2 separate regions of the Oryctolagus cuniculus genome follow, and region 2 is linked to region 1. Evidence: chromatin contacts called from public Micro-C data. All regions are on one chromosome and are shown on one strand. The core of a region is the stretch at or near the end of the contact, and the rest is flanking DNA. Distances in the headings are between cores, read along the strand shown. Region 1 holds the start of ADHFE1 (alcohol dehydrogenase iron containing 1). Region 2 holds the start of MYBL1 (MYB proto-oncogene like 1).

Evidence for each region. Hi-C and Micro-C count contacts between places; a contact is called where the count stands out from the background.
Region 2: a contact with region 1 is called in a Micro-C map of ear pinna, with 8 times the contacts expected there. The contact joins the promoter of MYBL1 here to the promoter of ADHFE1 in region 1. A contact is called at or near these places in 5 of 6 Hi-C or Micro-C datasets (ear pinna, embryonic fibroblasts, psoas muscle and 2 more).

What each region holds. Positions count from the first base shown.
Region 1 is chr6:92,092,000-92,095,662 of mOryCun1.1, forward strand. ADHFE1 (alcohol dehydrogenase iron containing 1) reads left to right here and starts at 2,082. Exons shown (of 15, transcript XM_070075107.1): 1 at 2,082-2,143; 2 at 2,255-2,438. It overlaps RRS1 (ribosome biogenesis regulator 1 homolog), which reads left to right. Exons shown (of 1, transcript XM_002710447.5): 1 at 1-1,323. The coding sequence ends at 827. LOC103348037 (a long non-coding RNA gene) reads right to left here and starts at 2,547. Exons shown (of 6, transcript XR_011389115.1): 1 at 2,419-2,547; 2 at 1,694-1,933.
Region 2 is chr6:92,273,409-92,277,071 of mOryCun1.1, forward strand. It overlaps MYBL1 (MYB proto-oncogene like 1), which reads right to left and starts at 2,071. Exons shown (of 16, transcript XM_051844529.2): 1 at 1,434-2,071. The coding sequence starts at 1,453.

The DNA.
Region 1 (3,663 bases), core at 832-3,331:
CCACCACCCGCCTGCCGCGGGAGAAGCCGGTGCCCCGGCCGCGGCCGCTTACGCGATGGCAGCAGTTCGCGCGCCTCAAGGGCATCCGTCCCAAGAAGAAGACCAACCTGGTTTGGGATGAGGTGAGCGGGCAGTGGCGGCGCCGCTGGGGCTATCAGCGCGCCCGGGACGACACCAAAGAATGGCTGATCGAGGTGCCCGGCGGCGCCGACCCAATGGAGGACCAGTTTGCAAAGCGCATTCAGGCCAAGAAGGAACGGGTGGCCAAGAACGAGCTGAATCGGCTGCGTAACTTGGCCCGCGCGCACAAGACCCAGCTGCCCAGCACGGCCGGCCTGCACCCTACGGGACACCAGAGTAAGGAGGAGCTGGGCCGCGCCATGCAAATAGCCAAGGTCTCCACCGCTTCTCTGGGGCGCTTCCAAGAGCGCCTTCCTAAAGAGAAGGCGCCCCGGGGCTCCGGCAAGAAGAGGAAGTTCCAACCCCTTTTCGGGGACTTTTCGGCTGAGAAAAAGAACCAGCTGGAGCTGCTTCGGGTCATGAACAGCAAGAAGCCCAAGCTGGATGTGACCAAGGCCACCAATAAGCAGATGAGGGAGGAGGACCAAGAGGAGGCCGCCAAGAAGAGGAAGATGAGCCAGAAGGGCAAGAGAAAGGGAGGCCGGCAGGGGTCTGGGGGCCAGCGGAAAGGGGGCCCGCGCAGCCACGGGGGGAAGCGGAAAGGGGGCTCGGGAAGCAAGATGAATTCCGGGCCGCCGGGCTTGGGCGGCAAGAGGCGAGGAGGGGGAGGAGGGGGACAGCGCCCAGGAGGAAAGAGGCGGAAGTAGCAGTTTCACCCTGGGACCCGAACTGTAAACCAAGACCTGCACGTGCCAAATGTTAACATCCAGGGACCATAGGCGGGGGCGGGGGAGGCGGCTGCTGCCTTCCGAGAGCTTGAGGCTGACGGGACGGGATTGCCCTCCCCTCGAGAGCCTGTAAGTTGTCAGTTCTACCGGGTTGATGTTTTCCCCACACCTGAGATTGGCTGGAGATTAAGGATGTGCCAGAGGACGTTAAGAATTAGGGAAACAATGTGTTGATGAAAACTGGGAATGAGTTCTGACAGAGTCATCTTTTTAACTTTGGATATGGGGTGAGGGAGAGCCGGCCACACTTCCCAACCTTAACAGATTGATTTATACATTTCTGCATTATTTTTATAACAAGTATGTAGATTTATCAGCAGTGGGGGAGGTTACAGATATTTTCAGAACTGGGTTTACAAGAAACAGATGTAATGGTTATTTAATAAAGTGTAACTGTATCCAGTGTTGACTTTAACTTTTTTTGACTATTGTGGTAAATGTATAAGGCCAGCAACCTGCATTCCTAGTGTTTTCACTTTCTGAAAACACAAAGCAGTTAAATTATAATGGTTTCAGCAAAGCCACTTTTATTAGAAAAATAACTTCTTTTGGAATCAAATTCAATATTAATAATGTAGTACAATTGGTAGCTGCTTTAAGAAACATTTCATGCTTTACAGCACTGAAAACATTGCTGTAACTCAAGAATTTAAATACCAACAAATCTCATTAATTGAAAAATACTTCAATGTTTCTCAACGTTTATGAATCTACCCTGCTTTTTCCCACTGGGGAAGCCAGTGGCCCACAGAGTCATCCTTAATTGGAACGGTGCTTACACTGACCTGGGCTGGGTTGTTTAGCAGGTGAAACGTTGAAAGCTGTCTTGGGTCTCTTCCCTGTCCCATCAGTTTCTTCCAGCTTGATCTCGGTCAGCTCCTCCGTGTGTAAAGATAAATACTACATTTCCTGAGAACTCTGCCACAGTGCTGGAAGCAATCCAACTGTTTTTGGTCTGACAATGGATAAGAGGCGTTTTGTCTTTTCTTTCTGCTTCATTGGTGTAAGGTTACTTTTAGGAATTGCTATGAAAGAAAAGACTAATTCACACTCCATAGTAATAATTTACAGAAGGTGCAAACATGCAGTTGTTACTGTCTGTATACTTTGCACTGGATAGTTAACTCCCACTGAGACTCAGTTGATTGGGCACTGCCAAGCCTTCCCACCCCCGAGTACAGTGGGGTCATGGCAGGTTTTAACTACTTGCCTTTCACAGCGCGTTTAAAAATCTGGTGACTTCCCCCCCCCCTTTTTTTTTCTGGAGTTTTTTTTTTGGTTTTTGTTATTAGGCCTTGATTCAAACAGTGGGCCCTGTGACAAAAGGTCCCTCTGGCTTTTGTCAGATCCTTGTTTACAGTTAGAACGTTTGAATGCAGTGTCTTGATAATTTAAAAGCCTGTGAGTGGGAAAATACCCTTCCTGGCCTTCCCGCGGCCCCAACAAGTGGGAGGTGAGGGGTTTGGAGTCCAGGGAGACCAGCAGTGCCCAAGACCGGCGGAGCGGTTACCTGCCAGCGCAGTTTCAGAGGTAGGCGGCGAGGTGCAGCTGGGGACAGTGGTTCCGGTTCGGACTCGCGGGAGGGTGGTCCTGAGCCACTGCGGGTTAAAGCTGGGGCTGGTGACCTTGCAGAGGGGGTGGGAGGAGGGCGGAGGCTTGGATTGGCCGACGGCGGGAGGTGGAGCTGGGACCTGCGAGGAAGACCGCGCAGCCATGGCCGCCGCCCGGGCCCGGGTCGCGCACTTGCTGAGGCAACTGCAGCGCGCAGCGTGAGTTGGGGGGCAGCGGGCGGGCAGGGGCCGGAGGACGCTGCCGTGTCTACGCGGGCCCCCGGGCGTGAGCCGCCCGGGCCAGCGCTGCTTCCCGGTACTGCGGGGAAAGGGGGTACCGCAGAGAGTGCTGAGGCGGTGCGCCAGGCAACCTTGCAGGGCTAGGAGAGGCAGGTCTTACCCTGCCTGTCACCGTTAAGGAAACAGTCCCTGGTCCCACGCAGTGGCCAAGACAGACTCGTGTGTCCAGTCAACACATTTATCGAGTGTACATTATGTGCCAGAAGCTGCTCTCGGATCCACGGCATGTAGCGATGAAGGGCTCAGGGGAGAAACAGAGGTGCAAACGGGTAGCATGGGCCTGTGCAGAAAGCAGCAGACAGGTGTAGATGGGAAGAAATGCCATAGATTTGCATGGCACCTACGGGGGAGTCAGGATACTTGACTCTTCCACCCAGGTACATAGCAGTCGCCTGATCAGTACTGGAGTGAGGGCACAAGTCAACCTGGGACATTATGGGAAACTGAGCTGACAGGTGCAGGGAGGTGGGGGAAAGAGGCACTTAGGCATTTCAGGCAGAGACAAGACCAGCACCGGGATGTGAAAGGTGCCCTTCCTGGATCTGAAAGTAGTCAGAACTTCCTTTCATAGAGTATGGTGAGGCTGGAGAAGACATATGGTCCAAGATCATAAACAAGACCCACTGGGCATTTGCCCATGTGCTGCCCACACACCGTCCACTTGTTCTACATGTGCTATTAAGGTTAGTAACCTTAGCCCTTACAGCAACGCTATGCCATACTGCATTGTCCTGCTGTCTCAGAGACAAAGAAAGGCATGAGAATAATCTGTCCAGTGTCAGACAGCTAAGCAAATGGCATAGCCGTAATCTGAACCCCGATACTCTGGCTTTGCGGTCCTCGTTCTTTGGCCTGTGTCGAGGACTTTGAGTAGTACCCTTAGATGATCTAAGGGAAAGCTGTTG
Region 2 (3,663 bases), core at 821-3,320, 180 kb after region 1:
AATTAACCTAGAAACTGTTTCAAGTAAGATTAAACTTGTAAGTAAAAATGCTACATTTTACACATAATAACTTATTAAGTTGACATACACTTGTCATTTTGCTTCATAAAGTTATTTTTCAATTATTTATACTTAGAATTTCATAAGAAACCCCTAAGCCAGTACTTCAGCAATCTTGATTACACGAGCTTTTAATAACTATTTTTCTGAAGTTACTTGGGTTCTTGAGGTTCTAGGTTCTCATCTAGGTGATACTGCCCACCCAAAAGACACCTGGCAACATCACCCCTCCACCAAAGTATTATCTAATCCAAAATGCCCACAGTGCTTCAGTTGAACTCTTTTGAAGAAAGGGAATATGCAAGTGTATACATTTGTTCCACCTCCATGGTTTGTCCATAATACAGTTGCTATAAAATAAGCTATATTTTAGCCTGATTCCCGGAGAAGCCTCTTACACAACTGACGCTTAATAACCAAAATAAACATAGGATATTATATGTAGATATTGCCAATTTTTAACCGAGGTCTGCAATGTAGTACTCCCAGTACTAAATTTCAACTTGGGAAATACGCCTCTAGTTCAGACTTTGAAGCTGTGGATCTAAATCAAAAAAAACTTTTGGAAATTCTGCCCAACATCTTTTCAGGTTTATTTAATACTACTGAAGATTTAAAACACATCCCAGATTTTCGTCATCGAAGCGATTACTCCACATAATTGATGAGTAGCTACTGTAGCGACACACAAAAAAATGATTCATTCTACACATTTTCCAACAAAATATGTGCAACACCTCTGTGCCACACTTAGATACAGAGTTAACGAAGGACGCCCAAAATGTCAAGTGACTCAAACAGTGTTTTAAGAGCAAGCTGGTGGTAGCCACGGTGTGTTATCTTCCCAGAAGATGTAAAATACATATACATGAACATGGGCATTGTAATTAGAGAAAGCATCACACAAAGGTCCTCCTCAGCTACCCAAAAGGGGATTTTCCATAACCTTTCAAGAGAGCAGAGTTGGCAGAGGGGCTGCCGCCCAGGTTTGTCGGGGAGCTCCTATTTCGACAGTGCAGTCGATCGGAAGCGAACTCTAAACTCCGTTTCGAGGCATCCAGGATGGGCACGATCACTTGTATCCGGGTAGCATCTTCCCTCAAAGCGCACACACTTACCTGGCAAGAAACCTCCCTCCAAGAGTGGCTGGGAGGGCTGAGAGGTGGGACGTGCGCCGTGGGGACGCCGTCACACACACTGGTCCCCCACTCTGCCCTGCGCTCGACCCCGTGGGGCCGAGAGGCTGTAGGGCAGCGACTTGGAAACCCTCTGCCCTGCCTGGGGGAGAGCTGGGTGCGGGGGGCAGCGGGAAACGAACGAGACCCCGGCCAGAGTTGGCGCTGACAGGCCCGGGTGAAAGGGATGTCACCCACCTGCGCGACCTCTTCGCCATCCTTCAAGTACCGCATAGGCGCGGGCTGGGCGGGGACGCAAGTCAGCCTCCTCCAGCCTCAGGCGAATGCTCCTTCTCCCCGACTCTCCCAGCGGCTTCCCTCGCTCCCTCCCAGAGGCGGCCGAGAGCGGAACGCCAAGTCCCAGGCAGGGCAGGACGGAGGGACTGAGGGGCGGACCGCGACCCGCCCCCGGCCCGCAGCGCTGTGTCCTAGCCCCGGCCCGGCCCGGTCAGGGATGCCCCCAACATGTCAGGAGGCACGCTCCCGCCCCTCGCCAGCTTCTTCGGCCGCCTCTGAGCCTCCCGGCTGAGGTCCCAGCGCAGCTCCGCCGCGGGCGCCGACCCCCGCCCTCTCCCCGCAGCGAGCAGCTGTGCAGGGCTCGCAGCCTCCTGCAGGGTTTTGTCCGCACCGCCGAATCTCGCGCCCAGCCTCCCTCAAGAGCCGCCGTTTGAATCTGCGCACGCGGCCCGGAACCTTATTGGCTGTGGCGCCCGCACGCGGGGGGCCAGGGCGGGGCGGGGAGAGCGCGCGCTGCTGAGGGCGGGGCTGGGGAGCTGGAAGCCAGGACTGGAACTCGCGGGAGACGGCGAAGGAGCGGGGAACTAGGGGGTGGGGCCGTAGGCGGGGCTCGCGGGCCGAGCTGTGCCGGGACCCGGAGCGCGCGGAGAGCCGCACCGCGAGGGGGCGGAGCGCCCTGGCCGCGCGCGGCCTGCAGGGAAGCCGAGTTCCTGAGCTTGAGGGGCGGATCCGGAAGCGGCGGCCGCAGAAGCCGCCGCCCTCAATTTCCCCGGGTGAGCGGATGGTGTCCCTGGGGAAGGGCGGTCCTGCCGCCTGGCCGAAGAACGTCTCTGCAGCCTTTCTGGGCAGTAGGTCCTGGCTGTTTGGATGTATCCCGCCTTCGTAATTAGGCGCGGTCGTCGGATGTGACACAAATTTAATCATAACATTTTCGCGGCGGTTATTTTTTTAAGCAAAAACGGGAGCTATTTTTACCCAGAAGACATCCTAGCTAGGAGAGTGGCGAAGATTCTGTGGCAGGGAACTGAATATCACCTCATTTTTCCTCAAGAAGGAACAGAAGTGTGACAAGTGGAAAAGATTTTAGGCGGAGACGTGTGTACAGCGGTAAAAGGAAATGATGCGTGTGTGCATTACGTTCTCAAAGTACTTAATGCAGCGCCCCACCTTAAGGGATAGAACTGATGTGCGGGGTGGGGGAGCTTGGTCCGGGAGAATAATGCGAGAAGACAGAACAGAGGTGGTCTGGGAACTTGGTCCAGATGAATAAGTACGATGGACAGCCCGAGACGTTGACCTTCCGCCCTCACAGGAGAAGCGGGGGTGGGACGTGCGGTACCGCACCGCGGGAGCTTCCAGCAGTTGGAGCCACTAGAGGCTCCAAGTCTAGTAACTAGGAACTGCGCAGTTCGCCTAGCAGGAAAGTAGGTTAACTGCACTAACGATTAGACACGGTTAAGGATTCAAATTTGCAAGACAGCATGCTCTACTGGATAGAGCACTGAACCGCGTGTTAATATTGTACCAAACTGACATTTGCTATTTTGAAATTCTACGCATCATCTTTTGCAAATCAGAAATGCAGGTGCAAATCTGAATTAAGAGGTGGTTACAAGCACTACTGTCAAAACTTAAATACATTTGCGTTTTTAGAGTTCCTTTTTCTCAAGGTATAGATTATGGGAAGGTTAAGCAGCTTTTTATTCCAAATCATGCTGAATTGCTGGTCCACTTTAAAAAAAAAAAAAAAAAGATTTGAGGGCCAGTGCTGGGGCTTAGCGATTAAAGACTCTGCCTGCAGTGCTGGCATCCCATATGGGCGCCAGTTGGAGTCCCAGCTGCTCCATTTCCAATCCGGCTCCCTGCTATGGCCTGGGAAGGCAGTAGAAGTTGGCCCAGGTCCTTGGGCCTCTGCACCCGTGTGGGAGACCCAGAAGAAGCTCCTGGCTCCTGGCTTCCTATCAGGCCAGCTCCCGTTGGGGCCATTTGGAGAGTGAACCAGCAGATGGAAGACCTCTCTGGCTTTTTCTGCCTCTGCCTCTGCCTCTCTCTAACTCTGCCTTTCAAAAAAATAACTTAAAAAAAAATAGATTGGAAATTAGTTTCCAAGTTTCACTAGATTTCGAAAGTCACTTGGAATCAGACATTTCCTATTTTTTCCTGGGTCATACTTCATATATATTCTGACAGG